7 separate regions of the Mus musculus genome follow, and regions 2, 3, 4, 5, 6 and 7 are each linked to region 1. Evidence: chromatin contacts called from public HiCAR-type, HiChIP or PLAC-seq and capture Hi-C data. All regions are on one chromosome and are shown on one strand. Each heading gives the region's core, a stretch centred on a gene start, on an enhancer-like site or on the middle of the called end of the contact. The rest is flanking DNA. Distances are from core to core; before and after follow the strand shown. Region 1 holds the start of Trim32 (tripartite motif-containing 32). Region 2 holds the start of Col27a1 (collagen, type XXVII, alpha 1). Region 3 holds the start of Akna (AT-hook transcription factor). Region 4 overlaps Whrn (whirlin). Region 5 overlaps Whrn (whirlin). Region 6 holds the start of Whrn (whirlin). Region 7 holds the start of Atp6v1g1 (ATPase, H+ transporting, lysosomal V1 subunit G1).

Region 1 (3,791 bases), core at 529-3,028:
GCACAACTATATAGTGGGGGTACAGGACAACCTAGGTTATACACCAAAATGCTGTCTCAAATAAACCAAACAGGAACAAAGTCCTAGTTAGTTTTTAATGCAACCTGTTACGAAGTGAGTTCCACAGTCCTGAGCCCCTGAATTTCAGATGTCAGAAAGGGAGAGAGAGTGAAATGCTGTACTTTTCTTCTTTTTTGCTCCTAAAGAAATTCGGAATCAAATATGACTAACCATGGCCTGTATACAGATTCTCATCTATCCCAAATAACACACTCTACTGTGGAAAAGGCCTATGGATATTTATATTCACAGAACAAAAAACTCCTAAGTCTTAACTTAAATGCATTGTGGGGGATATCAGGTAGATGGGCTACAGCAAGATAGGGAAAGTTCTTTTATCTTTTCCGGATGTTATAACATTCTTAGTGGAAGCTCATAGTCTTCTAACTTTAACTATACATTCCAATGGTTTACCTTATAGTCAGAAGATTGTTAGGCCAGAGTCATAGGTTGTTAATAAATGGCCATTAAGAGAACTAAAGCTAGCCCAAGATAAATTGACTATGTGTCTACAATATGTTTTATCCTTTCCCAGTTCTAGGTATTTGGTCAGTCCATAGAATTGCCAGCACAGATATAATTTCTTCAAGGAACTTTGAGTCACATATTCTCTGGGAAAGCCTTGGGAGTTCTGGGTGCCTGGGTTGGCTCAGGGCTCTAGAATTATCTGAGATATCAAATTGTACTCAGAATGTATAATCAGGAAATCCGGCCAGGGATAAAATCATGTGAGAACTCCTGAATCACTGAGAAGAGAAACAAGTTGGAGAATGAATAGCCTGGTTCAGAGTTCCATCAAAATCGATGCCAGGTGTATACCGAACCTTGGACAAGATGTGTGGGACAGGGGCGGGAGTGAGGTGGGGGAAGGGGATAAATTTACTTTTCCCACCTTTCTGAGTTATTAGTAACTCATCAAAACAATCCTTAACTTTATTTTGAGATAAAGAAGTAGAAAAATGAAGTTAAGAGTGATTCTGGGAAATTAAAGCCAGGTTCTGACAGGTAGAAACTGGTTACTTTGCCTTTTAACCCCTAGGTCTCAGCTTCTTTTCAAAGTCTGTAGTCTGTCGGAAAGTGTCTAAAGGTATTACTGTTTTTGTTTTGTTGTCTTATCATTGTGCAGAGGGTACACAGCTAGGTGGAATTTCAAATATGAGAGCATAATATTTCAGATTCCTTCATATTCCTCACTAGTACTGTGTGTTTATCGCATTCAGGAGCAGGTATTACCTGTCCACAAACTACCTTCAGGACCAGGAGGTCCTGGCCACAAAACCTCCCGTCTGACAAGGCTCAATGCAGGCTTTTCCCTGTTTCTCCCTCTGCTATCCGCCTCTGCGCTGTTTGGCAAAGAAAACGTCTTTCCTAAGGGGCATGTGTTCAGTGACTCCACTTTGGGATGTGTCACAGGCAGAAACACCTAGCCCGGGGACCTGCAGCTCTTTGAAGGGAGTGTGCTTGTCTTCTTCAAAGAGGCGTCTGTCTGCAAAGTGCCCGAACTTTCTGGAGACTACTACTGGGGGATTAGCATTGACTAACCATGTTTAGACTCTGAAACGGGGCAGAAAGCTGCAATGGCCTAGGTTTCCGGAGCCATCCCTATCTATTCAGCTGGGCCGCGGGCGCTGAGCCCACAGACCTACAAGCCCCAGCATGCCTCGGGAGGCGGGGCAAGTTGACGGGCAGGCGACTGTACGAATTGGCGACTGCCATGGGAAGGACGTGCTAGCGCATGCGCAGAAGGCAGCGGGCGGGTGGGCTGGCAGCGGTGGACTCGCGTCGGAGCTGCGGGCGGTCAGGTAGGGGGCGGGAAGGAGGGTCTGCGACCAGGGACTGTGGTGGGTCGCGGGGATCCAAGATTGAATGGCAGGATTTGGGGACTGGATCGGAGTGGCAGGATCGGATTCGGAAGGGACGGGCTCAGGAGCGATTCGGCGGAGATGAGATGCAGCTGGGGGAGGGGAGCAAAGGGGCTGAGGAAATTTGCAGTTGCAGCATGTCGGGAGGTATGAGGTAATGTGGGGGCCATGCGGAGAGACGGGGTGCAGCATGTGGGAGATGGGAGGATCTGACGTCCCTGGAGGTATCTGGGTGCAGAATATCAGAAAGCATAAAGGAATTTGGCAGGCCTGGATGAGGTTGGGTGTTGGCGGGCAGAATCTTAGGGGCTTTGAGGAGATCGGTGTAATGATAGCAAGATCTGAGATCAAAACAGCCAAGGTCTTGGAAGATCCTAATTGCTGAAGAGAAAGGGATTTCTGTAGCGGAATCTGGGAAAGACTGAGGGGTGAGTTCCCGAGGGAATCAGTACCCAGTTAGAAAATCGCAGCAAAGGTTTGAAGGCAACACGTGAGGCAGGACGGGGGCGGAGGTGGGGGGCGGGGGTTGGAGGTGGCCCAGTACAAGATGGGGATGATGGGCAGATGAGCGATCAGATTGAAGGAGGGCAGAAATCTGAGGTACAGGATTGGAGTTTGGAGATGGCATACAGGGGTGATAGATGTGGGAATTTGAAAATAGATTAAAGGATGTATTGGAGGGATGAGGGACACATAAGAGCTATTGGTGAATTGCAAGGCTGCAGCATACAGTCTAAAAGGTTGAATGATAGATTTGGGATTTAGCGTTGAGAATGAGGTTTGTGGAGAATGAATGGTGGGGAGTGAATGCTGTAACTAGATTATAGAATTCAAAACCAAATGAAATTTGTGAGTAGGTTCTTAGGAGGTTTTTGTTTGTTTTTGTTTTTGTTTTGGTCTTGGCATAACTGAACCCAGAGGGTCTTCTGGAGACCCAGGGACCTGAAAGTAATTTATAAATAAACTATGTATAAATGAATGGAATTTAGGAGAATGTAAGGGTTTGGGAATAAAGACACCAGTCTTCAGAAATCCTGAAGGAGAGTTTGACATTCTTTGAAGGGCAGATTCTTCCTCACTTACTAACTAAAGGCCCTTTAATCCTGAGGCAGGCATGTATTCTGACTATACCCACTCTGACCACCCCCACCTCCTCATCACAGACCCGATATTATAGGCCTTGGGGAAGAAGCAGTGAACTACCTAAGGGCTTCTGCTACCTAGCCTTTTCCCTGTCCAAGGTATGAGCCAAAATGATCTTCAACCTAATATTATCTTATAGGAGGTCCATTATAGCTCACAGAGACAATGGTTCTGGGTGAGAAACAAAACAAGGTTGGAACAAGGCGGAGCCTCCTGTCTACTGAGTATTTAGCCTGTGCCATTACCTAAAGCCAGGGTTCTCAGACAGGGTGCTTTTGTTCTGCCAGGAAACATTTGACCGTGTCTGGATGGAGGCATTGTCAGTTGTCATAGTTGAGGGGTTGTGTGTGTGTGGGGGGGGGGATACTTGGGGGGGGGGATACTGGTTTCTAGTGAACAACCCCTACAATAAACTATCATTTAGCTAGAAATGGCAGTCATGCCAAAATGGGTCCTGGCATCAGAGTCAAGAATGCTCTGGTTAGATCCTGGCATTATTTATTTATTTATTTGTTTATTTATTTATTTATTTATTTTTCTCTTTCTGCTTTGTAACCTTTAAAGAGTCAATTGACCTCTCAGTGCACAAGCTCTTCAGGGACCTACGTCATAGAATGGCTGTGAGGACTCAGTGTACTAAATCAGGGTGCTTACTGTTTGGTGCCCAGTAAAAGTGCTCAGAATTTACTACTTTTGAAAATATGTGTGCTTTCTTCTCATGATATT
Region 2 (3,791 bases), core at 904-3,403, 2.4 Mb before region 1:
GATAAGTGTGGCTGTGAGTGGAGCAGCTACATCAGGTGAGTGCTGAAGAAGGACAAAGGAATGTTTGACAGCAGCAATGGGCAAGAAGGAAGAAGCAAGAAGGAAGAAGTGACACAAGTCTTGAGAGTCTGGCACTGAGTTCAGTGGCCCTTGTACCACTTACCAGCGTGATCAACCTTCTCTCCAGCGTAGATAATCGCATATCTCTTTTCCTGTAGCATAGAGGCCCTCAGTGTGGAAGAGAAAAGATGCAAAATATTACTGGTCACCAAGTCCCTCAGTAATGGAGATAAATATCGAAGAGTGCCAAACAAAGTAAGAGAGATACCCAACACTTAAATGCAATGCCTTTAAAAGCCTCTAAGGCAAAAAATAAAAAAGAAGGAAAAAAAAAAAAAAAACAACCCATGAACGAAATACCAAAAAAATGTAAATAAAGACAGGATGTGCCTGGCACAAAGTATGCAGCTCAGAAACACACAGCAGCTGTGATTGGGCAGGGAATACTTTACCTTCGAAGCTGTGAACTTAGGAAAATTCGAGAAAGACCCGCGGCCCTTTCTCAGGCACAGACACGGGCAATCAGTGCAGAGCATCGGGTGTTCTTGTGAAGGAAGGTGAAGCACTCAGACTGGAGGCGGGGGGGGGGGGGGTGCGCGGGGGGCCCCAGCAGCCCCGGGTGCTCTGCCCCCTGCAGGATGCCTCGTACAGCTCGGCGGAGCCCTCCCCCACTCCGACTTGGGACTTTTCCGAAAGTTTGCTGAAACCAGACACCTTGCTTGACGGTGCCCGCGTGCAGCCTCGATTTAAAAGGCCGCCTTCAGCGCCCCCCTCTCCGCCCCCAGCGGAGACTTCAAAAGGGCCGGCGTCTGTCGCGGCCTCAGCACCTATGAGCCACCCCCCGCACCCGGAGCTCGAGCTGGAGCCGGAGCACGCGGAGTGGCCGCGGCTGCAGCGCAGGGGGACCGGGCCGGTGGCGCAGGCCCGCGCTCCCATGCTCCTCCCGGCGCCGTCGCGCCCTGTGCGCCTTTAGGGAAGGGGACTGCACCCCCGCCCCCGCGCCCGGGGCTGCGGGGACCCATGACCACAGATGCCGTTAGGCACCCGCCTAAGAACCGACCGGCCAGCGTCACACTTGGGGACCCAGTAAGTGCCCTGGGACTCACGGAGCTCTGGGCGTTTGGAGTGCGCAAAGGTGGATGCATGTGCAATAGAGGGTGCAGGTCCTGTATGCACGCCTGTGGTTGCCATTCGCAGAGGGTCGTGTGCAAGCGGGGAGTGTGCACTCGGGGAGCTGCATGGACTGTGCATGTGGGAGTGTGTGCGCTGTGCATGTGCATTTTGTGCGGGTGTGAGCACTCGGGTGGCTGCCTCTGGGAGCGTAGCGTCTGAGATCGCCAGGAATCCAGACATCCAAAGGTGTTTCGCGGAAGTTCAGTACAGTGCGTGGCTGTGTCTGCGTGTGAATGAGTGTGAGTGTTTGGAGTGTGCCTGCGGGAGTGTGTGTGCGGGAGTGTGGTATGAATCGCCTTGTAGAGGCCAGAAGCTAGAGATTTAGTCTCAGGGCTGAGCCGTGCTCGTGAGTTTGAGAATCTGCCTGGGTGTCAGAGGGTGCCGCGTGGGATTCCGGGGAGTCTCTGGTCGGAGAAAATGCAGAAAGGCCGAACACATTCAGCACGCTTACCCACAGCGGTCTTCCACGGAGCTCTAGGGTGCAAGAGTTTCTGCTAAGAGTTGGGAGTTAAGACAGATGGTTGTCGTGGAAATGTAGATGCCAAGTCAAGGTCCCAACTGTGTTTCTGCATCTCTAGGATCCTCTCAGGAGTAGAATTTTCCCCCTTCCTCCCCCACCGCCCGCTATCGAGGATCCTTAGTGTCATTAATCGTAAATTCCTAATCTCAATTGTGATAGATCCATGAGTAGCCAGGAGGAGGTTCTTTTTCATGAGTCTGTTTTGAGATCTGGGGGTGGGATGTCCCCCTCAGGATGGATAGGTGGACGGTCGCGCGAGGCAACCGATGCTGCATCCCTTGCTGCGTCCGGCAGGGGGCAGCAGTTGGCAGCAGAGGGCGGCCCGGCGCGGGGAGGAGAAGAAGGTGGAGAGCTGCGGCGGGCCGAGACTTTAAATCGCCTTCATTTCCCCCAAATCCTTCCTTTTCCTCTCCTCCCCCAGGCCGGCGGGGAGGCAGCTTCCACCGCCCTCCGCGCGCGCTCTCCCGGCCTTGCTCTGCCTCCAGAGACCGCTAGCGGCCCGCCTCCAAAAGTTTGATCATCTCTCTCTCCCTGCCTTTTCTTGCTTCTTCCTTTTCGGTGGAAGCAGAAAAAGAGCGAGGCAGGGGCGAGCGCGGCTCCGGCAGTCCTGGGACCATGGGCCTGGCGCGGGCGACCGCCGGGCTGGGGCCGTGCTGTCCGTCTGCTCCGGCGCCCCTGGGCGCAGGACTGGGCTGGGGGTGCGCCGGCAGCGCGCTTTGAGCCGGCCTGGCGCGGCGCGGCGGGGGGCTGGCGGCCCCATGGGGCGCGCCCACACTTGCCCCCCGGGCTCCGCAGCATGAAGTAGGGGCCTGCCATGGGCACGGGATTCGCGCGGGGGGCCCGAGGCACAGCGGCGTCAGGACCCGGGGGGTGAGTACAATCCCAGGGTTGCCCCCGATTCAGCTTCCTGAACCTCGGATGTGCACAAGAGTCTGGGGTTCCCTGCCGCACCAGACGCTCGCAGAGTAACGTCAGCTTCCTGTAGCTTCCCGCCAGGCGGGACGCCAGGGGTTAACAGGGGCTGTGCACCCCAGGCCGAGCTCTTTTGAGACTAGGACCAGCAAGGGAGGGTCCGCGCAGAGCCAGACCAGCGATCCCAAGAGGGGTCTAGTGGCAGTGCTCAGAGTGGCAGGCAGGGGGCAGGGGCCGGAGGAGGGAGTCTCGGTGTCTGCAGGTCGCGGGCTTGCATGGCTTTAGTTCCACTGTCCTGTGAATCAAGTTTGTCGGTCGTCAGGTCCGGGTGTCTGTTCCTGGCTCGGCCTCGGGTTCTGCACGTTCCTGCATTTCCTAACCTCTCTGCCTGTGTGAATGTGTCTTCTTGGGTCTGCGTACCTCAAACTTCCCAGCTTCTCCCGGGAAGCCTGCAGTTCCTGTCCCTCTCCTGAGTAAGCAAGGGGTGAGAGCCAGCTTGTGGGAGCGGAAAGGCCCTGGGAGATCACCAAGTCCAACCTCCTTGTACAGATGAGGGAACCGTGGCCAGAGAGGGGCCGGGAATCTCCAGGGCGGGGCCCCCGCACACAGGGGCACCCCACAGTTGGGATTCCCAGCTTGTGCAGAAGTTGTAAGAGTGAGGGATTCAGTCACTATGTGTGGGTGTGTGTGGGAGAACGCGGTCCAGAGGGGCCCTGTGGACTATATCTCAGGCACAAGGCTTGCCTTTCCATCTTGCTGGTACTCTAGGGCTCCCAGAAGAGGTTGGCCAGAGTTATAGTACCGCCCACCCTCTCAAGAAACGCCCCTTTGAGCTGGAGCCAGGGTGATGAGGCGCCCCCCTTCTTTTCCATGTCTTGGAAAAAGCTGGCTGTTTGAGATTCCCCCACACCCCCCACCACACGCATTCGTATACACAGGGCACTAGTGAGCACATTGGTGACTCATTTTCTCCGGGAGACCCTGTGCCAGGGCAGATGCCAGCGGTTGGGCAGTGTGGTGGTGCCAAAGAGCACCCCCTGCCTCAACGGGGCCAAAGTTTGAGGAAGGCAAGCAGTACCAAAGCCTGCCTGCCCTTCTGGCCGTACATCCTCAAGCATCTACCCAC
Region 3 (3,791 bases), core at 552-3,051, 2.2 Mb before region 1:
GTCTGGTGAGCACCCTGACCCTCAGAGACGCACCAAATGAACTTGGAGGTTCTCAGCCCCTAGGATACAGAAACACACATGCTTGCCAAGATCCCACCCTCCGTGGAGGACGCAATCCAGAAAAACCACTGAAGAAGGAAGTTTGGTGACAGCTTTAACAGACCAAGCACATCTAGGGGAGAAAGAGGAAGGGGAATCGGGACAGAGGAACAGCACAGACAAAAACACAGAGGTCTGAAAATACAAGCTGAACTTCAAGGATGGCTCAGGGCCTGGCCCCTGAGTGCCACAGGCAGGCAGGGAAGTCTGGACAGCCGTCAGGGTAGCAGTGGAAGCTGGGGATTCGAATTATGATGTCCTGACCCAGGAGGGCCAGCCCCTCTATAACTAGGTCCTGCTAATGGTTGGGCCATTGAGCTAAAGGTCCCCACCTGCCCCCAGAGAAACTGCACCCCACCCTCCCCAAAAAAACACCAAACACTGCTTTCTCTATGTCCTTGCTTCTTATCACCTAACACCTGTACAGAACTGATCTCCATGTTGTCACACCCTCCAGGGATTCTATTTAGCAACTAGCTAGGCAATGCCCTGTTCCCCACACACTGCTTCATACAGCTCTCTCTCTCTCGAGCGCGCGCGTGCGTGCGTGCATGTGTGTGTGTGTGTGTGTGTGTGTGTGTGTGTGTGTGTGTGTGTGTGCGTGCGTGTGCGTGTGTGTCCAGGATGATCCTCCCCCACTGAAGCTTCAACCTTCAGCAGCCCTGGCATTCAGAATCTCCATGCTACCCAGCTAGAGAGAGCCAGGACATCCCCACCTTAACCTCATCCCGATGAGGAAACAGAGGCACCCACCTAATGAGAACAACCAGGAAGTTTAGAACACTGTGACTATTAAACCAAGGCCAGGAGATGTATAGGAGGCAGGAGGATGGCAGGGGAAAGACCTCCTTACCAAGCTGCTGGACCCTTTTGAAGGGCTGGGCTGTGGGGCTCCAAAGCAAGTTTGGATCCGTGGCAGGGCATAGACCTGTTCACAGGAGTGGCCTTTGGCCTGCGGCAAGTGGAGATACCCATGACGGATGTCCCCGGACTGTCCCTTGGCTCACCCAAAGAGCCTGGGAGGAACTAACAAGGGGCCAGGCTATTACTGACTCTCATCTTGTCCTACTGTAGCTCTAAGCTGGCTTCCTGGCCCCCACTTTGTCCCTGCCCTTATTTGGGTAGGAGGGTGTCATCTCCTGGCCTGTTCCTCACTTCCGAACATCTCGAGACCCTCAGTAACCCAAGCACTAACTGGCCTTGAGATGAGCCCACCCCGGGGGACAGAGAGGGACCAACACGGGTCCAAGTTCACCAAGGGAACCAAATTGGATCTGGAACTGGAAACTAGCATCTTGGGGTCCACTCTTTCGTGGGGGCCGGACTCCCAGAACTGGACAGGAGTGGCAGCAGCTGCGTAGCTGTGATTTCCTGGCTGGGCTGGGCTGCCTGCCAGGGTTGTCCAGAGTCTATGACTGGCCCATCCAGAGGGAAGGCGGCCTTCCCTCTGGCCCTCCTCCTGGCTCAGCTCCTTACCTCACTAGTACTACACCACCATCCTGCCGGCCTGGGCTCAGGGGAGCTGCCCACAAGGTCTTTGTTTCAAACCTGGGGAGCCCCCTGCCTCCACAGCAGCCTGGAACGCCTCCAGACTGCTCTGCCAGCCAGAACGGCCTCAGCTCACAGACAAGCATCCCTCCCCACTTCTCCCCGCCCCTGCAGCTGAGGCCTTGCCTTGCCTCCTCCTCCTTGCAGGAAGCGCCCAGCCTGATTTCCTACAAGTGTTTGTGAAAAGGAGGGGGGGTTACTCTGCGGAGCTGGCGCCAAGAGCTTAACCCTTTGCTGGGCAAGTGTGGGGCTGCATTGATGGGAAGAGAACTTCTGAGGCCTTGAGTTTGAGACCACCTCAGTTGCAACCACAACCGTGCTTGTACGAGCAGGAAGTCCAGAGAAGGCTTGGCTAAAGTCACATTGCATGCCGGTCCCAGGAAGAGGAGCCTGCAGTTCCTCCACTCCCACCCCAAAATTGGTCTCTTCCATCACCGAAGACTTTATCAAAGCCTCTCCCACTGTGTAGGTCTCATTGCCCATCCTCACAGGAGGGAAAGGGGAACCTCAGCCTTGGCGCTTGCTCCTGTCTGTCCAGCTTTAACTTCGTCTACTAACACAAGTCTCATCATCTCAGGGCAGACTTAGGGATTTCTGCCCTTCCACTTACTGTCCATGCCTAGAGATAAGATGAGCCTGCACTGGAATTGTCTAGGTAAGAAGGAAGAACTAGAGGATCAGGTGAACATCTCCTCTTGTAGCTTCTCCCTCAGAGGCCCCAGAGATGAAGGAACAGAATTATCTTCATGGCCAACCTGTGGCTCCTCAGGTCCCTTCACCTCTGTGAGAGGTGTAGCCATCTGAAGAAGCAGGGTGGGACACAGACACATCACACCTGGCCCTTCACTCTATAGTGAAGTGTGTAAGATGTCAGGTGTGCCTGAGGCAGAGTATGAGACAGGCTGGTGACCAACGTCTCCTGCTGCTTTGGTATCTCTGAGGCTGAGGACTCGCAGATCCTAGGGAAACACCCGAGGTTTCAGGTCTCAGATGCTGGACCTGCCCTGGCTGAAGACAGGGGCCTGAGAGTAACAAGCTGAGTGGGGGTGAGGCAGGACTATCAGGAAGGTCTGGGTGGGGAGGCCACAGTCACACAAGCGGCCGGAAGGACAGAGAGGCAGAAGCAAGCCGCAAGCATGACTGATGAGAATGTTCTAGAAAGGCAGCTGCAGAGACCTGAGAGAAGCAGGAGGCCCTTGAAGACAACAGGATATGATGTGAGAGGACTCAGGGGCCGGGGCAGGAGGTACAGAATCTGACCTTCAGGATCCAGGCTGACGGGGCAGGCAGGAGGAGGCAGGAGCCAGGTAGAAGGAAGATGCTGCAGGAGCCCTAAGTCCGCTCCTGGCTCTCTACTCTGCCCCTGCTGACCCAGAGAGTCAGGAAACAGAAGAGACATGAGGTCAACCCTCTGCCATCCAGAAAGCCCTGGGGGGGGAGGGGGGACCTCAAGGGAGCAGCCAGGCTGGGGACCACCCAAGAGTGATGGAGAGAATCTTAGAGTCCATAGGCCAGGGAGTTCAATGCCAGCATGCCAGCCTCACCTCCTGCTGGCACTGTGACCTCAGTGGCTAGAGCCATGGTTTTCCTTTCTGTGGAACAGGGCTAACCAGAGTGGCCACTGCCCTGGAGAGGCTGCTGTCAATTCCATGACAGACGGCCTGCCCAGTGTGCAGTAAGGGACCTTAGGACCTATGTCATCACCATAGTTTCTGCCCCCGGGTCTCCTTAGGTGGGAGAGTCTGGTCTCCTCCAAGGGCTTGTGACTGATGGGTGAATGGAATGAATGAATGCTCTTGAGGGCCAGCTGCCAGGATCTGGCTAAGTCTGAGCTAGCACCAAGCACTTTCAACCGAGTAACCTCTCAACTCCTATCTCCCAGGCCCTGCCTTGTACACACATCTGGGGGCTGGGGCTCCCTTTGCAGTCCCCCGGCGACTATGGAACAGAGCCAAATCTTATCAAGACCCTGTCTACTGCTCTGGCGACCATGTGGCCCATTGTGTGGGTGGCAGGCTCCCCTGACATCCTGTCACTCACCCGCTCACCCTCCCTGATCATTAACCCATCAACACCAGGTGGCTGCCGCAGCTGGCACACCCTCAGCCTTGTTGAAAGACAGCAGCCAGTATTTACTGTCCTTC
Region 4 (3,791 bases), core at 768-3,267, 2.2 Mb before region 1:
TGAGATGAGGTCAGTGAAGTTCAGGGAGGCTGTGGATGCCCTCAGGTCACATAAGAAGGAAATGACAGCTTGCTTTCAATCCCAACCCTGAGCCCAGCTCTTGTCACTTAGAGAGTAGGTCTGCTATGACATTCCCTGAAGTCCCCCACCAGAAGCAAGCCACCTCAGAGACTGGGACCAGATGAACTAACTGCAGGACCGGATGAGCGGCACGAAGGGAGAGAGACATCTGCTATTTCCACATTTGACCCCATACTGTTGAGATTTCTTATCTACTACACGCTTTATTTTTATTCTATGTGCATATATGAGTGCCTGGTGCCCACAGAGGCCAGAAGATGGGGTGGGATCCCCTAGAAGAGGAATTGTAGGTGGGAACCGAACCTGGGTCCTCTGCAAGAGCAGCAAGTCCTCTTAACTACAGAGCCAGCCCTCTCACTATCCCTAGCTCACATTCTTTTGCCACTTTAGAATGCCAGTGATACTTTAGCTTACTAAAGGAAGTAAAACAAACAAACAAACAAACAAACAAAAAACCCACACTAATGAGACCCCCAGCCTCCCACTGAAGGAGTACACGCTGCCGGGAATCTTACGACAGCAGTTTTATTTTGTAATAGAAAACAATGGGCAAATGAGCATGTTTAAAATGAAAAGACAACGCCAGAAGAGGCGGGAGGAAGATGTTGCTGTGTAGAGAGGGGCAGTGGACCACCTGGAAGAGTGAGAACTCAGTGGACTTTCTCTCCCAGCAGGTTCTCGAGCCCACGGATAGGACAACACCATGCCTGCTGTAACCTGGAGGGCAGCTGCCTCCGCCCTGCTACCTCTTCCCAGCTGTGTGTGTTTCCCTCCTTCTGAGTCCACAGTATCAACAATGGAGGACAGACTCTCCCATGGCCCCACGGCTGGAGCTGGCTGTGCGGAGTGGGAGGTGTTTTTGGTGATGTTGACGCCTCAGACCTGGGCAGAAGAGATATTTGTTTATGTCTCCTCAGGAAGAGCTGCACAATAGGATGCCCACCCTCGGTTTGTGATCACAGCACTAGTGAGGGGAACTACAGTGTCAAACCTGGGTCAGTCTGGCTGCTGCTAGGGGACCACCTGGCTTGGCTTCCGGTCCAGCCTTTCCCAAAGCCACCTTCCTCAGCCCTGCCTGAGGCAGTCAACACCTGGACCTTGACTCTGATACAACCATCAGCTCCACCTGCATTTATCCAGCTGCCTCTCCAGCAAATCTCATCACCTTCCCCTTCCTCCACCCTTGGCGGCCTCTCTCCTGGGCCCCCACCTGCTCACGTGGTGGTTCCTGAGTCAACACTCCGTCTCTGTGGGTTCATATCCAAACAGCCACAGTCATCCTCAACACGTGGTTAAGAGCGTCAGAGACCATCCGACCTGGGTTCAAGTCCTGCCCCTGCTATTCCTATGCCATGTGACATAGCCTCACAACCCACCTCCCTCCATGCCGTGAATTGGGGCCTTGACCAAAGATTTTCCTCCTCCAAATGTCTAGCTATCAGTGCCGGTATCTATATACCGCCCAACACTGGCACCACCCACGAGGACAAGCCTCTCTCCCTTTCCACTGATCTCCCTGTTTAACGTCTGAGAATGTAGTCAGCCCACTGAGCTCCAGGTAAAGAATGAGGAACAAGACCCTACACTGCCTTAGGGCGTTGCCAGCAAGTGCTCAGTAAGTGCAGCTTTCCACGATGGTTGGAATTTTGTCAGTTCTACCTTGGCCTGCTCTGAAGCCCAGCACAGGAAGGCTGCTCCAGGCACTAATATTTCTGGGCATGGAGGGGAAAATCCACTTCCCTCCAGGGTCACTTGCCTGGAGCCCATCAGTCAGCACCTCCAGGTGTCATGCCCTGTTCTAAAATCTCGGCCGCGGAAGCCACAGCCAAGGAGGCTGCACCTCTCATATTCCAGTGTTTTATTTCCATACGTGTCCCTCTGCAGCTGCAACTTTTAATCTTCCTTTCCGCGCACTTTATTTCAGCGTGCAGTTTAATTAGAGGCGCTTGCGTCTGGGAGAGCAGCTGTGTCCAGACATGCTTCTGAGAGCCAGGCTCTGGATCTCGCTGGGGACAGCCTGCAAAGAATAAGCCCATTCACAGGCTTGGAGGCTGGACTGGAAGCCAGATACAACATAGGTCAACTTGTTAAGTGGGAACTTCAGATCGGGGCACGTACTTCGAATGATGGATGCAGGTCCTGATATCCAGGGCCACTGTACAAACCCTCTCAGTGGCACGGCTTGCTTATGTGAAACTCCCATAGCCACAGGCTTCCTGATGCTTACTGCTTAGGCCTAGCAGGTCTAATAGAGGCTTCAAATAACCTGTAGGGACCAGGCTGATGTGCCACTGTGGTTCTCAGTGTCACTCGTCCTCCCAGCTTGGATTCAGGGCCTACACTGTGAATGGTCCAGCATAGGGCAGGCTTTAGCTACACCCTGGGTATCTACGTGTTGGAATCTCAGGTTGACTGTCTAAGTAAGTACTGCTCCCTCTGGCCTGACGAATAAGCCTATCCCCGTGGGAGGAGGCAGAGTTGGCAGGGCTCCCCTACCATCCAGCTGGAGAACTGGAGGGCATGGGAGCAGGACACAGGTCATCCAGATGGACTGGCACCTATGAGCCCGATTCCCTCATCCCTTTTTTGTCCTCTTCCTCCAGAGCTCAGCTGAAAACTACCATGTTTGAGAGTTGGGGTGGGGCCCTCCATGATGCCCACCCCCACATCTGACCCGGTCCAAGTCACTCCACTATCTACAGGTTCCTTTTCTTCCTTCTGCCCTCTCCTTGTAGGAAGGTGTGGTAGTTTGAATGAGAAGTTGTATAGGCTCCTTTTGGAATGCTTGGTTTCCAGTGAGTGGAACTACTTGGGAAGGAATAGGGAGTGTGGAGTAGGTGTGGCTTTGTTGAAGGAGATATGTCACTAGAGGTGGCCTTTTAGGTTTAAAAGCTCACACCAGACCTAGTCTCTCTCTGCCTGCAACTAATGCATCAGATGTGAGCTCTTGGCTACTGCTCCTGTGCTATGCCTGCCTGCTACCACACTCTCAGCCGTGAGGATCATGGATTAACCCCCTGAAACTGCAAGCAAGCCCCCAGTTAAATGCTTTCTTTTAAAAGCTGCCTTGATCATAATGTCTCTTCACAGAAGGACAGTATCTGAGACCAAAGGCTTCCCACACCTCAGCAGCTGTTAGGACGGGCACTGATGCTCACTATGACATTGGCAAACCACTCTCGAGAAAAGCCAGTGTGTCTCACTCAGTGTGTTCCATGGGGTGGGGAATTGTGTCTCCACACTGTAGCCCTTCTTTAGAGGGCAGAAAACTATGACACAGTAGCTCAGTGGCCTGCATCACTCCTTCAAGTTATGCCCCAAGTCTCAGTGTTCCTATCTGTGGTATTGGTATGGTGTTCTAGCCAGTCCCAGGTCACTGTGGGAACCAACAGAAATACCCAGCACCAAGACAGGGACACAAGGCTCTCCATCTGCTTCCTTCCAAACAGAAGAGACAAGTTCAAGGACACCAGAGTCACATAGGAAACGAATGACTAAGTCGAGCCAAGTCCATGCTCTCAGGGACCCTTGTCACCTTCACCCCAGTGCAGGAAGCCTGGTAGGGTTAGCCAGTGATGGGCAGATGGGCAGATCCATCTCTCCGTTGCTTCCTCTTGCCCTTGGCTTGGGTCATGAAGTTGAAGGAGACTGATCTCACCCTCTCAAAGAAAAGCCAAGAGCTCTGTTCACGGAGATGTGACTTTTTTCTT
Region 5 (3,791 bases), core at 570-3,069, 2.1 Mb before region 1:
GGAATTCATCACAGTACGATCTTTTGAGCTCAAGGCTCTTTTTTTTTTTTTTCCAATCAGGAATTGTATAAACGTGAAGACGGTGTTTGTGTTATTTTCTCTCTGCTCACAATACAGTGAACACTGCTCACTACAGTGTTTCTGAGGTACCACGATGTCCTCTGCTGCAATCTTTCTTTAACACCTGGCCACGTTGGGTCCCCAGGAAGAGGTGGTACAAAGCCCATCTGAAGGATTTTCATGTAATGACATCTTATAATTACACCCTTCTCTTACTTTCCTCAGGTGTGAGTGAGTGAGTGAGGCTGGAGGCTGAGATCTGAGCATAGACTGACTAGTTTTTTTCTTCCTCCTGCCTTCTACTGCAGAACCAAAGAGTGGCTCTGGAGCCACCCAGTGCACCTGCAATGACCAGCCTCACTGTGGGCAGTGGTGCTATGCAGCCAGGAGCCACTGACTGAGCACCTATTGTGTGCAGCTGCTCTGTTGTGGGTAGGGCACCAGGGAGAACTACAACCTAGGTTCTACCTCACACAGCTGGGTACCAGGACACTTTATCAGACACACACTTCTGACATGCATGGGACGGAAGGTTCCACCACCCGCGCAGAGCTGAGTGAAGGTCTGAGTGAATGACATAAGCAGGTCTCCTGCCACCTGGTGGGTACCCAGCCTAGGGTGTCGCTCTGAGGAAGCTCGATCCAGAAAGAGCGGGTGGACAAAGCTTAGCCCAACAGAAGTTAGTCTGTAGAGGGGTCAGCCTGACCCCATGAAGGCAACACAGCCCAAGCTCCTGGATAGACCTGCAAAGAATAGGCCATCCCCTGTCACTGAGATAGGGTTTCTACCCCAGATGTATGACAGGCCTGCTCCAGAGCCACAAGCTGCAGAGCAGTGGCCCCACACATGGGACATTCCTAGAAGCAAAGGTCCTCCTCCAAGGAGCCTAGCTAGGACAGTAGCCTGGTCCCAATGGTGGGAAAGCAACAGCTGCCAGCCTGGACAGACTCAGCAGAGGTCATGGAGTTGGGTCAACCTCAAGGGGCTCTGGAGGTACAGCAATTCCTGGCAGACATCAGGAACTTTATGTCTCCTCACTTCCTTCCTTTTCTTTGTTCCTTTCCTCCCTCCCTCCCTCCCTCCCTCCCTCCCTCCCTCCCTCCCTCCCTCCCTCCCTCCCTCCCTCCCTCTCTTCCTTCCTTCCTTCCATACTTGGTCCAGTTAGAATCATAAGACCACAGTAGCTATGCGGGTCAGCAGGGACAGTGCTGGGATCCCTGTGAGATCTTGAGCAAGTTCCAGCTTTTCTCTGAGCCTCAGTTGCTCATCTGTTAAACTGCGCCATGAATGATCCCCACCCCCACCCCCATGGGGCTACAGGGAGGATTAAATACAAGCAGATGTATCTAAATGTTAGCACCATGTCTCACTCATAATAGCCATTAATGAGTGGCAACCGCTATTGCGATTGCTTCTGAATGCCATTCAATATAGGCTGTCCCTAAGGGAACAAAAGAGGCCTAGCAGTTGGCTCTTTGGAAGGACTGGAGACTGGCTGGGTATGGGAGGGTAGTGCAAAGAAATAAGAGGAATCCAAAGATAAACTGTACAGGGGGAGGGGCTGTCCCTGCTGGGAAGGTAGGCAAGCTCCAAGCTGCAAGGACCACCCCTGCGGTAGATGCTGGGGACCTGGCTGACCTCCCAAGTGTTTTTCCACTCAGGGACCAGGCTGTCCTGCCCCCCTCTGGATTCACACTGGGCCCTGGAAGCTAAGTGGGCTGAACAGCTGGAAGCCCCGCGGAAGGCGGCGTTTCCGCCCCAGGAAAGCGCTGCACCGCAGCATGGAGCGCTATTTACAAATAAAGCCTGTTCTGGCTCCACCACCCACACAAGCAGGCCCTTTATTCCATTTCAATATGCCTAATTCCACGGAAAGAGCACTGCAATAAACAGAATTAATCAGTGCTGCATGCCCAGGCGAGTGTGGGCAGGTGTCGGCACAGGCAAGGGGCCTGTGAGGCGAAAGGAAAGAGGTGGCCGCCATCAAGCGCCTCACTGCTGAGGACACAGCCAAAGGACTTAGCTGAAGGTGGGCAGTTTGCAAGCAAATTACTCCAGAGTGCCTGCAACCATCTGACAAACTCAGGCAATGGGAAAGTTTTACAAAATCCATCTTCTTTAGCTTCTTTCTAACTAAATGAACATTAGTTTGCTGCCCATCTTCCCAATTGAACATAACTCCTGGAGGTCAGTGTTCACTAGCCGTGTGTGTGTGTGTGTGTGTGTGTGTGTGTGTGTGAGAGAGAGAGAGAGAGAGAGAGAGAGAGAGAGAGAGAGAGAGAGAGAGAGAGGGAGAGGGAGAGAGGTGTGTGTATATGAGAGCGAGAGAGACACCCAGTGAGTTTCATTACACGGGTGCAGGAGTAAAGATTTATTTACATATACAATTTAGACAGTAGTTGCATCAAAACATTAGCTGCCTATAAATCCTTGGGGAGGGCTGGGGCGGAGTCTTGTGATCCCTTCTCCATAATGTAATGTTGACAGATGAAGTTCCACAGACAGGATGATGGCTTATGTACAGGTTATTGCTGACAGTTCTAGAGCTGGGCAACTCAAAAGCAAAACACCAGTGGGTTCTGTGCGTGTGAGACCTTCTTGCTGGGTCACAGATAGCATCTTCTTATTCTGTTGGCTTTCTGGGGCCTCCTTGCAAGGTCACTGAAAGCACAGATGTTCTACCCTCAAGATCTAGTCACTCTCCGAGGGCCCCACCTCCCAACCCCAACAATGAGGTGAGGATGTGCAGGCGTGAATTTTAGAGAGAGACACACACAGACTCTACCTGTGCTTACCACAATAACTAATGATGCTGTTAGTTTTCTTTTTCTTTTTGTTTGTTTGTTTGTTTGTTTTTGGGTTTTTTGAGACAGGGTTTCTATGTATAGCTCTGGCTGTCCTGGAACTCACTGTAGACCAGGCTCAGTACCACAGATTACTACCTGGGCATTGGAATTTATTTAAGACTCTACTGGCATAAACCTTGTGCTGAGACCCACCTTACACCACCTCACCCCACCAGGTAGCATGAGACGATACACATGATCTGACTCTAAAGTGCGGGGCACACTGCTCTGCTGAGAATTAATTATGCCATTTCAGTAACTTCTGGTCTGTATAGAATGCTATCCCTGAAGCTGCCTCCTATACTCACAGCCCTCTGTTCACTAGCTGGCTTTCTCTCTCCTGCCCTCTGTATGTGTCATAAAAAGCCCTGGGGTCAGGGCCATCACAGGCATCAGCAGTGTTTGCAAAACATTAGTCTCAAAAGAGCTGGGCTGGCCCACAGCCTAGCACAGTGTGGGAGGCCACCCTGCTGTTTCTGGGAGCATTAGAGACCCAGCAGCCAGTGCAGGATCCCCAGCAGATCCAGACCTCAGCTGGGACACCACCTGCTTTGCTGAAGTAAATCAGCTATAAAGATCTTTCCCACCCACATCCCCCTACATGGCAGCCCACAGCCCATCCCCATCACCTTGAGGCCGCTGCTCTCTGCTTCAGAGCCTGGGTCCACACCAGTGATGTAAATGCCAAGGCCGTACTCTGCTCCACCTCGGATCGTGAGGCCCAAGGACCGGCCGTCCCCCAACACCAGGTTCACCTATAAGAAGAATAGGCAAGTACATTAACCTGGAGGAAGCCAAGCCCTGGGTGGGGATGGGCAGTCCACTACAAAACTCCTAAGCCCGGCAGAGCACTGGATCCTAAGTAACAAAGCAGTGCAGGGCAAG
Region 6 (3,791 bases), core at 679-3,178, 2.1 Mb before region 1:
CTGGTCTGGCTTGTTCCAGCATACACTGGTTAGTCCACAAATAGAAGGATCAGCCCCAGCTCTGTGGTTACCCAGCCTCCTCCTGGGTTACTAGCAGTGGGGCAGAACTAACTTTCAGCGGCAAAAAGCCTACAGGATCCAGAAAACAGCACAGCAGCAATAAAGATGGGGGGGGTGGGGGGGGGTCTGGAGGGGGGAGAGCATCAATTACCCAATGTCAAGCAGGGGCTCTTTTCTAACACTTGTAAGGATCCACAGCCCTTTTCACATTTTATGACCAGGCATTTGCTTATGTTATACTGTGTATGTGCCTTAGCCTTTAGGTCACCTAAGGCAAGAATAACCATTTCCTCCGTGCTCAGAACACCGATCTGCGCCACAAATTAAATGTTCCTCTTTTAAAATCCGGTCAGGGAGGCAAAAATAAACCAACAACAAAGACCAGAAAGGTCAGGCGATTTGGTATAAAAGATAGCAGCACAGGCAACCGAAGAGGGAGCACTAAACTGCCTGTACTGTCCTCTAACGCTCCCATAAACCACAGCCCTACCTTGACAGCCTCCGCGTGGGTCACCCGGGCTAGAGATTTATCGTTGACGCGCAGAATCTGGTCCCCGACCCGCAACCCTTCCTTCTCTGCCAGGGAGCCCGGCTCCACTAGAGACACGTAGATGCCCACGCCGTGTTCCGAGCCCCCGCGGATGCTGAAGCCCAAGCCCTCGTGGGCCTTGGCGCGCCGCAGGCTCACGAGTCGCACCTCCCCGGGCCCCGCGCCGTCGGGAGCGGCCCAGGCGGGCTGCCTGTAGGGGGTGGTGGCTGGCAGGTAGAGGCCCTCGGCCGTGTACTGGTCGAAGAGCAGCTGGTCGGAGCGCGGGATGACCAGACGCAGCATGGGCAGCAGACGCCGCTTGACCGGGCTGTCCAGCAGGACGCGCAGGGTGCGCACCAGGTCGAAGACGTTGCGGCGCGCGTGGTACGCGTTGAGGCAGTGAGTGAACTGCTCCCGCTCGGGCTCGCTCAGCAGCGCCGTGAGCGCTTGGTGCAGCTGGCGCACGTTGGCAGACAGCAGCCGCAACCCCGCGCCCCCGCCGCCGCCCGCCGCCGCCGCCGCCGAGCCCAGCGAGCCGGTGGAGGACGAGCTCACCGACAGGCCGTCCAGCTGTGCGTTCATCTCCCCGCCGAGGCCCGGCCGCACTCGGGGCGCGCGGCGCGGGGCGGCAGCTGCACCTGCGGCCAGAGGCGCGACAGCTGGATTCCCCGGGGCGCGGAGGTCACGGCTGGAGTCTGGGTTTGGGGTAGACGCGGAGTCACCGGCTGCAGTCTAGACTGGCCCGGAGAGCGGAGACGACGGCTGCAGGGTGGGTTGGGGAGGTGCAGGTGAGCTAGAGCGCTGGCTGGATCCTGGGGAGGTGGCAGGGACAGCGGCTGGTGTCCCAGGGGCGCGAAGGCAGGTGAAACTGGAATTCGGAGGACGAAGAGACGGCGGCTGCAATCCTGAGGACCGCGGCGGGATCCTGGGGGGACAAAGAGTTGGCGCCTGGAGGCCGGAGGTCGTGGAGACTGCGGCTGGAGGCCGGGGGGAGCGAGAACAGCAGCTACATGCCGGAAGGCGCGGGGACCGTGCGTGGCCGCAGTGGGGGGCGCAGCCACGCCGCCCGCCCCGTCACACCATGTCCGGGGCTCCCCCAGCCGAGATGCCCGTTCCTCTAGGGCTGGGGGACCCCAAAGTCAGAAAGAAGTTAGGGCGCCGGTCAATCTAGGCTCAGAGTCCGGAGCAGTCGCAGCCAGAGGAGCCACGCGGGCGTCCGGCGGGGGGTGCGGGGCATGTCCCGGGCCGCCCACCATGCAGCAGCCCGGGCCCCCGCGCCCCAACGCCGCCCGGGCGCACACGGAGCCACGCGGCCGGGAGCCCGGACTTTGCGAACTGTTGAGCAGCTCTGGGCTGAGTCTTCCAGCGAGTTCCGACGCCGCCGCCGTCGCCAGCCGGGACTTGGCCCCGCCCCCTCGCCCCTCCCCCTCCCCGCCCCGTCCCCCCGCGGGCTCTTCAGGAAATGACGTCCCGCCTGGCGCGCCTGGCTGTTGCCTGGAGACGGGGTGAAACAGTCCGGCCCCAAGGAAGAAAGGGGTGAAAGTGGGGGTGAAAGAAAGCAGGAGGAGCCCTGGGCCCCTGCGAAGTCTTCCCACTTCCTCAGCCCAGGGGTGAAAGATGGGGTCCTAAAAGCTGCGCTTTCCGGCGATCACAGCTCGATTCCAGGGTCGCTTTGGAGCAATTAGCCGGTTTGCCAATTCACAATTGGGGAAAATGGCCAACTTTTGGCCTCTAAAATAATAGATGCTTCATGCTCTGCTTTTCTGCCTTAAAATGTTGTTCCTGCAGCTTGCACACGTGCTGACTGCAAGTTTAAGTGAGTATGTGGACGATAATCGGTCACCTGCTCTGCACATGAGAAGAATATAAGCCACACAGGTGCCATCAGGAGCCAAGTCCTGTGCTGGGATAGATCAGCCTGGGCCCCTTCCTCTGGTGCTCTCCGGAGTGGGGGGGGGGGGGGGAGGGGGGAGTGGGGGAAAGCAAGGAGCTGTTATCAGAACTGTAAAGTATGCAAACACACACACATGCATTTAAAACTAAGTCTGGAGTAGGAATGTCACTTGTACCAACTGTTAGGTCCCGCTTGTGATCTTTTCCACACTGAGGGAACAGGGTGAAGGTTACATGACAACTCTATATACAGTCTTTAAAAAAAACATATTTTATATGGAAAGATGTCAGAATACACAGTCTAAAGTCTGTCATCTGATACCCACTCTCCTAAACACTATCACAGGAAAAACTCGGCTTCTAGTCAAAGAAGTGTTCTAAGAAGATCTATAGTGCTTGACCTAGTCACCACTACATGCCATGTGGATCTCTTTAAACCTGAATTGCCTCTCCAGAGGTGTTCTGTGAAAAGCTGGTTTTTTTTCCCCTAAGACTGTCCTGGGTTGCCGTCACAGGAATGAAACGGCTGACTCTGATATGGGAGAAATAGAAAAAGAGAAGGATTATCTGGAGTGGCTTTGAGCTGGCTGCAGAAGGGTGTTTTGTTCCCTGGCTAGTTATTTACCTGTGCACTTGGTCATTCTTCATTCAACATTTGCCAAGCACCCGTTCTGCTGCTTGACCAAGCGGCATATGGTTGATGCTGGAGACCCAGGATAAAGAGTTGAAATCTTTGACCTCAAAGAGTCATAGTCTGGCAAAGGAAAGACGGTGTAGGTCAAGGTTAAAAACAAACAAACATAAAAAAGATAAGCATTAGGAGTGTCAAGATAGACCACAGTGAGGCGAGGAGACTAACAGGAATGGACTTTCTGGGCTGCAGAGATGTTTCCGCGGGTAAAGATATTTGCCACCAAGCCTGACCACCTGATTTTCATGCCTGGAACCAGCACGGTGGAAGGGGGAGAACCAACTCCTGCAAGCTGTCCTCTAATCTTCATGGTGCTTGTGGCACGTGTAGCAACCCTGTAGCACATAATAAACGAATAAGTAAATAAAATATTTTAAAAGAAGAATCTTTCTGAGTAATGGGAAGCCACAGGGAGATTTCTAACACTGTAGTTTAATGCAGTCCCAAAATGGAGGCAAAGAATTAAAGTTCTCCTTTCCCCAAAGCTCTCCCCTTCTTTTCACACAGACCTGAGTTGAATTGATGCCCAGTGAACATATTTCACAGGGCGTCACAAAGTGATGTCTTAAGTAGCCAATTGAGTGACCCTTTGACATCTGTCTTACAGCTCTGCGTGTA
Region 7 (3,791 bases), core at 457-2,956, 2.1 Mb before region 1:
TGGGCCATAATCATATTGGGCTCAGAATATTGGGCTGTCTTGTATTCTCTTTGGAACAGGAGCTCTGAGGGTTATAACAGCCCTGTGCTGCTGACACAGCCCTAGCATCTCACTTTAGATCTCTCCCTTGGGAGAGCCTTCAGATCCATTCTCTCCTCATGACTGGTCACATGGTTTATCTTCATTAACAAGCATGTCTTAAAACACTTGGCACACCCTGTAGGTGCAACAACATTATGAACTAACCAGTACCCCGGAGCTCTTGACTCTAGCTTCATATGTATCAAAAGATGGCCTAGTCGGCCATCACTGGAAAGAGAGGCCCACTGGACACACAAACTTTATATGCCCCAGTACAGGGGAACGCCAGGGCCAAAAAAATGGGAATGGGTGGGTAGGGAAGTGGGGGGGAGGGTATGGGGGACTTTTGGGATAGCATTGGAAATGTAATTGAGGAAAATACGTAATAAAAAAAAACACTTGGCACATTTATTATGCTACAATTATTTGTTTAAATTAATGTCTTAAATTTTCAAAACCATGTGGGTGGGTGGTGGTACTGCATATGTCACTGTGTTTGTGGAGGTCAGGAGACAGCTTGCAGGAATTGTTTTTCTCCTTCCTCCACGTGAGGTAAATATCTATACCCTGAGCTATTACAACTCTGTCTCCTTAATCTGTTTTCAGGATCAAAGGAGGTGTGCACGCCCACTGTGCTTGCAGCAACACTTATGGAAAACAGCACTATTTATTCCTAAGCTTGGGTCAGAAAGGGATGGCAGGTCCAGGGATACAGCTCAGAGGGTGGAAGGGACTCGCCTACAATGCTTGAGGGAACTAGGTTCCAGCCCTAGCACCATGAAAAAGGATGGCAACTGGCCCACAAGTCACAGGGGTTAGTAGTTGACTTGATGCTGAGTCCTTGTGTGAGTGTGTCTGAGTATTTGCTAGTGTCTGAACCTAGGACTTCAGACGTCTCTCCAGAACTGGCCAGAACTTCCTAAACTTCTCCATGATAGATGTTTTCTTTTTGGTTTTTCGAGACACGGTTTCTCTGGGTAGCTCTTGCTGTCCTGGAACTCACTCTGTAGACCAGGCCTGCCTCGAATGAGAGACTCAGTTGCCTCTGCATACCTAGTGCTGGGATTAAAGGCATGTGCTATGCCTCACTACCTGCTTTGGTTCCCACTCCCCTCCCCCGCCAAACACGGTCTCACTAGCCAGGTCATGAACTCAATCAATCCTCTTGCTTCAGCATCCTGACACGGGTGTGCTGGGTTTGCAGCCTGTACCACTAGGGCAGCATTGCTTCCTGATAGGGTGTAAGTTCCAAAGAAATTTCCAGAAAGGTAGGAAGTCTAGCTGGGTGAAGAGAGGGGGTAAATAATCAGGTTTGGATCCTTGCTTCTGAACTTCAACGTGGGCACACTATTAATTTCGGGAAGAGAGAAATAACCACGTGACAGGACTGCCACAGGGATAATACCAGCTATAAAAAACCAGCCTTTGACAGTTGCAAAAGAGCAGGAGTAGCCATCTCTCAATGCGCAGGCGTAGTGGAACAGCTTGGCACGTCCCTCCTTGTCCCGCCCCGCCCCGTCCCGTCTCACCCCGCCCCACCCCGCCGCCCCGTCTCACCCGCCCCGCCCCGCCCCGCCCCGCCCCATCTCCTGGGAGTCACCGGACTCAAAGGCAGTCAGTCAGCTGAGACACCGGGCGGTTCTTTTGACGGTGGGGCGGGGCTCCTGCGCGCTGCGCAGGCGCAGAGTCTGGGTGGTGGATCAGGTGATCCGAGGGGCTTCGGAGGGTGTTTGAGCAGTTGACTTAGGCCGTTCTCTCAGCCCAAAGTCCCCTCAGCAATGGCGAGTCAGTCGCAGGGCATCCAGCAGCTACTGCAGGCCGAGAAGCGGGCCGCCGAGAAGGTGTCCGAGGCCCGCAAGCGTGAGCTCCGGGACGGGGCGGGATGCTAGGCTGGGACGGCGACTAGGCCGCGGGCGGAGGCCGGGGGACAGTGTCGGGGCCAGAAGCTGTCCCGGCGGTGTCTGGAAGCCTCGAGGCTGGACCTCAGGTGCCTGTGGAGACAGTAGTGGGTTCGTCCACTTCTCGGGGTGGAGGGCGTGAAGTGGGCCACCCCACAGAAACTGCTCCCACCCGATCCCGATCCCTTGCTTCCGGCCGCGGCCCACCTACGGGAGCCACCTCCACGGCCGTCGAGTCTGCGAACCTAGGTCATTCTGGCCACCTCTCCCTCACGTTCGTCACTTTAAACGGTTCGCCCAGCCTCTCTAACCTGATCTCCGTCCATCGTTTTTTTTTTTTGTTTTTTTTTTTCTTTTTTCAGCACCATAGTTGAACTCCCTGAGTTCATGTGGCTACCTAACTCGGCCAGTCATTCCTTTCTTTGTTCCCCTGAGAATGTATTAGAGAAGTGCCGAGTTCATATTCATCACAGGGTATTTCTTGTTCCAGCGGAGGCGCACATACCAGTTAGGATGTGTGTAGCAGTGAAAGGCCAATATTGAGAGGGACAAAGTGGCCAGAAAAGTCAGTTTACCACGTGTGTAACTGGGACCAAGGAGTGGAAGAAGCCTGTAATATTCTGCAACAAATTCCCCCCCCCCCCACTTCAGACACCTGCTTAAAATTCGAACATAACTTTCTCGTCACACCTGGCCTTCCACTCAGCACTCCTTGTCCCCGCAGAATGGAGCTGGTATTTCATAATGGATTAGAGGAAGTGTTTTCATCAGTCAGGCTTTTGTATTCTCTCCTAAGCATGTCCCTGTGAGAAATTCTCTTCCCGCAGTACTGCGTCGCTTGAATCCTAAAGGCATCCTCATTTCTGGCCCTCCAGGCTTTTGCACTTCGTTTGCCCTGATGGTTAGTTTTGGATCTCAGAATTTGGCAGCGGTTCCTCATTCAGGCTCTTTCCCTCACTAATGCTTGTTTTTGACGTAGTGTTATAGTAAGCTGTTGGTTTCCATGGCCTTGCCGCTAGAATAAGCTTTTGGAAACTGGAAACTGTGTCTCAGGACCTTTATGAATCTAGTTTTCCAAGGTAAGAAGACACTGCGTTTGCTCCTGTTTTTTTGCAGGAGGGAAAAATGAGACCCAGAAGGTGATTTGGCCAGACTCTGGCTTGAGAGGCCTTTCTCATGCAAGGGATTTTCCTTAGTATAAAACTTGCAGTACACTTATGTTACATACTGCTGACGGGCTGAGACCTCTCAGAGATCTGCCTGCCTCTGCTTCCCAGTGCTGGCCTGAAAGGCATGTGCCACCATGCTCACCCCCCAAGTAGATTGAAGTGTGGCCCTGGTGGGAGTTAGGCGATTCTTTATTTCCAGGAGATGTTTTCTGTAGAATGCTGGGGGTGGAGAGAAGCCCTTTTCTTCTCAGGTGGCTAGAAAGGCCTGTGTTGTCATGCTCTCGATCCAGAATTTCCAGACTGTCTTGTCAGTTTGTCCTGTGATGACTCAGCCGCAGTAGCAGGTGTATGTGTTGGGAATTATGTGAGGCTGTTTGGAGGAGATGCAAGAGCAAATACTTGGACTGTGGTGGGAATGACCGTGTTCCCGGGAGATTTTAAACCTTACTTGGCTGCAAGCTTGTATGTATCAGATAGCTGAAGCAGTTTGTTTTAGAGGGGTTAGCTTACAGCCAGCTCACATTTTAATATTTTCAGGGGTTGGGAAGAGAGGCATTGAAAAGAGCTGAAATATGAGAACTGTCATCCTTGATTTGTGGTCACACTTGACTTGCTCAGTTAAGGGTTGGGAAGGAAAAGTTGT

Evidence for each region. HiCAR-type assays count read pairs that join an accessible place to other places. HiChIP or PLAC-seq counts read pairs in DNA pulled down with a chosen protein or histone mark. Capture Hi-C pulls out chosen DNA fragments and counts their contacts.
Region 2: a contact with region 1 is called in a capture Hi-C map of embryonic stem cells, with 8 times the contacts expected there. The contact joins the promoter of Col27a1 here to the promoter of Trim32 in region 1. A contact is called at or near these places in 2 of 39 promoter capture datasets (embryonic stem cells and hippocampal neurons), 1 of 484 Hi-C or Micro-C datasets (CD4 T cells), 3 of 115 datasets of contacts at active chromatin or transcription factors (astrocytes, extraembryonic endoderm stem cells and large pre-B cells) and 2 of 9 other capture datasets (embryonic stem cells and liver).
Region 3: a HiCAR-type map of astrocytes shows a contact between it and region 1, with 6 times the contacts expected there. The contact joins the promoter of Akna here to the promoter of Trim32 in region 1. A contact is called at or near these places in 9 of 39 promoter capture datasets (the C10 cell line, cranial neural crest, embryonic stem cells and 5 more), 3 of 484 Hi-C or Micro-C datasets (cerebellum, myocytes and palatal mesenchyme) and 8 of 115 datasets of contacts at active chromatin or transcription factors (astrocytes, embryonic forebrain, fibro-adipogenic progenitors and 5 more).
Region 4: a contact with region 1 is called in an H3K4me3 HiChIP or PLAC-seq map of embryonic limb bud, with 14 times the contacts expected there. The contact joins the enhancer-like site here to the promoter of Trim32 in region 1. A contact is called at or near these places in 4 of 39 promoter capture datasets (the 3T3-L1 cell line, 3T3-L1-derived adipocytes, cranial neural crest and 1 more), 5 of 484 Hi-C or Micro-C datasets (B cells, the Ba/F3 cell line, CD4 T cells and 2 more) and 3 of 115 datasets of contacts at active chromatin or transcription factors (embryonic limb bud, forebrain and stem cell-derived neural progenitor cells).
Region 5: an H3K4me3 HiChIP or PLAC-seq map of stem cell-derived neural progenitor cells shows a contact between it and region 1, with 8 times the contacts expected there. The contact joins the enhancer-like site here to the promoter of Trim32 in region 1. A contact is called at or near these places in 5 of 39 promoter capture datasets (3T3-L1-derived adipocytes, the C10 cell line, frontonasal cranial neural crest and 2 more) and 2 of 115 datasets of contacts at active chromatin or transcription factors (forebrain and stem cell-derived neural progenitor cells).
Region 6: a HiCAR-type map of astrocytes shows a contact between it and region 1, with 7 times the contacts expected there. The contact joins the promoter of Whrn here to the promoter of Trim32 in region 1. A contact is called at or near these places in 3 of 39 promoter capture datasets (the 3T3-L1 cell line, hippocampal neurons and liver), 3 of 484 Hi-C or Micro-C datasets (the Ba/F3 cell line, CD4 T cells and Th1 cells) and 4 of 115 datasets of contacts at active chromatin or transcription factors (astrocytes, forebrain, large pre-B cells and 1 more).
Region 7: a contact with region 1 is called in a HiCAR-type map of astrocytes, with 5 times the contacts expected there. The contact joins the promoter of Atp6v1g1 here to the promoter of Trim32 in region 1. A contact is called at or near these places in 6 of 39 promoter capture datasets (3T3-L1-derived adipocytes, the C10 cell line, embryonic stem cells and 3 more), 1 of 484 Hi-C or Micro-C datasets (uterus), 4 of 115 datasets of contacts at active chromatin or transcription factors (astrocytes, embryonic forebrain, extraembryonic endoderm stem cells and 1 more) and 1 of 9 other capture datasets (adipose tissue).

The regions. Positions count from the first base shown.
Region 1 is chr4:65,603,208-65,606,998 of GRCm38.p6, forward strand. It overlaps Trim32 (tripartite motif-containing 32), which reads left to right and starts at 1,779. Exons shown (of 2, transcript NM_053084.2): 1 at 1,779-1,862. The region is part of intron 16 of Astn2 (astrotactin 2); the gene reads right to left.
Region 2 is chr4:63,213,259-63,217,049 of GRCm38.p6, forward strand. Col27a1 (collagen, type XXVII, alpha 1) reads left to right here and starts at 2,154. Exons shown (of 61, transcript NM_025685.3): 1 at 2,154-2,623. The coding sequence starts at 2,568.
Region 3 is chr4:63,401,644-63,405,434 of GRCm38.p6, forward strand. Akna (AT-hook transcription factor) reads right to left here and starts at 1,802. Exons shown (of 22, transcript NM_001045514.3): 1 at 1,576-1,802. Gm52742 (a long non-coding RNA gene) reads left to right here. Exons shown (of 3, transcript XR_003955424.1): 3 at 1-483.
Region 4 is chr4:63,435,639-63,439,429 of GRCm38.p6, forward strand. All of the region lies in intron 3 of Whrn (whirlin), which reads right to left. Among named protein-coding and RNA genes, the nearest start is that of Akna, 34 kb to the left of the region's middle. Within about 2 kb of position 2,018, at least 26 of the 459 cell types and tissues checked have an H3K27ac peak or open chromatin away from gene starts, as enhancers often do. A contact at or near this core is called in embryonic limb bud, where this site is marked.
Region 5 is chr4:63,457,747-63,461,537 of GRCm38.p6, forward strand. Whrn (whirlin) reads right to left here. Exons shown (of 12, transcript NM_028640.2): 3 at 3,536-3,661. Among named protein-coding and RNA genes, the nearest start is that of Whrn, 36 kb to the right of the region's middle. Within about 2 kb of position 1,820, at least 50 of the 459 cell types and tissues checked have an H3K27ac peak or open chromatin away from gene starts, as enhancers often do. A contact at or near this core is called in forebrain and stem cell-derived neural progenitor cells, where this site is marked.
Region 6 is chr4:63,494,063-63,497,853 of GRCm38.p6, forward strand. Whrn (whirlin) reads right to left here and starts at 1,929. Exons shown (of 12, transcript NM_028640.2): 1 at 551-1,929. The coding sequence starts at 1,171.
Region 7 is chr4:63,543,059-63,546,849 of GRCm38.p6, forward strand. Atp6v1g1 (ATPase, H+ transporting, lysosomal V1 subunit G1) reads left to right here and starts at 1,707. Exons shown (of 3, transcript NM_024173.2): 1 at 1,707-1,941. The coding sequence starts at 1,860. It overlaps Gm38592 (a long non-coding RNA gene), which reads left to right and starts at 2,235. Exons shown (of 2, transcript XR_881351.1): 1 at 2,235-2,880; 2 at 2,959-3,791.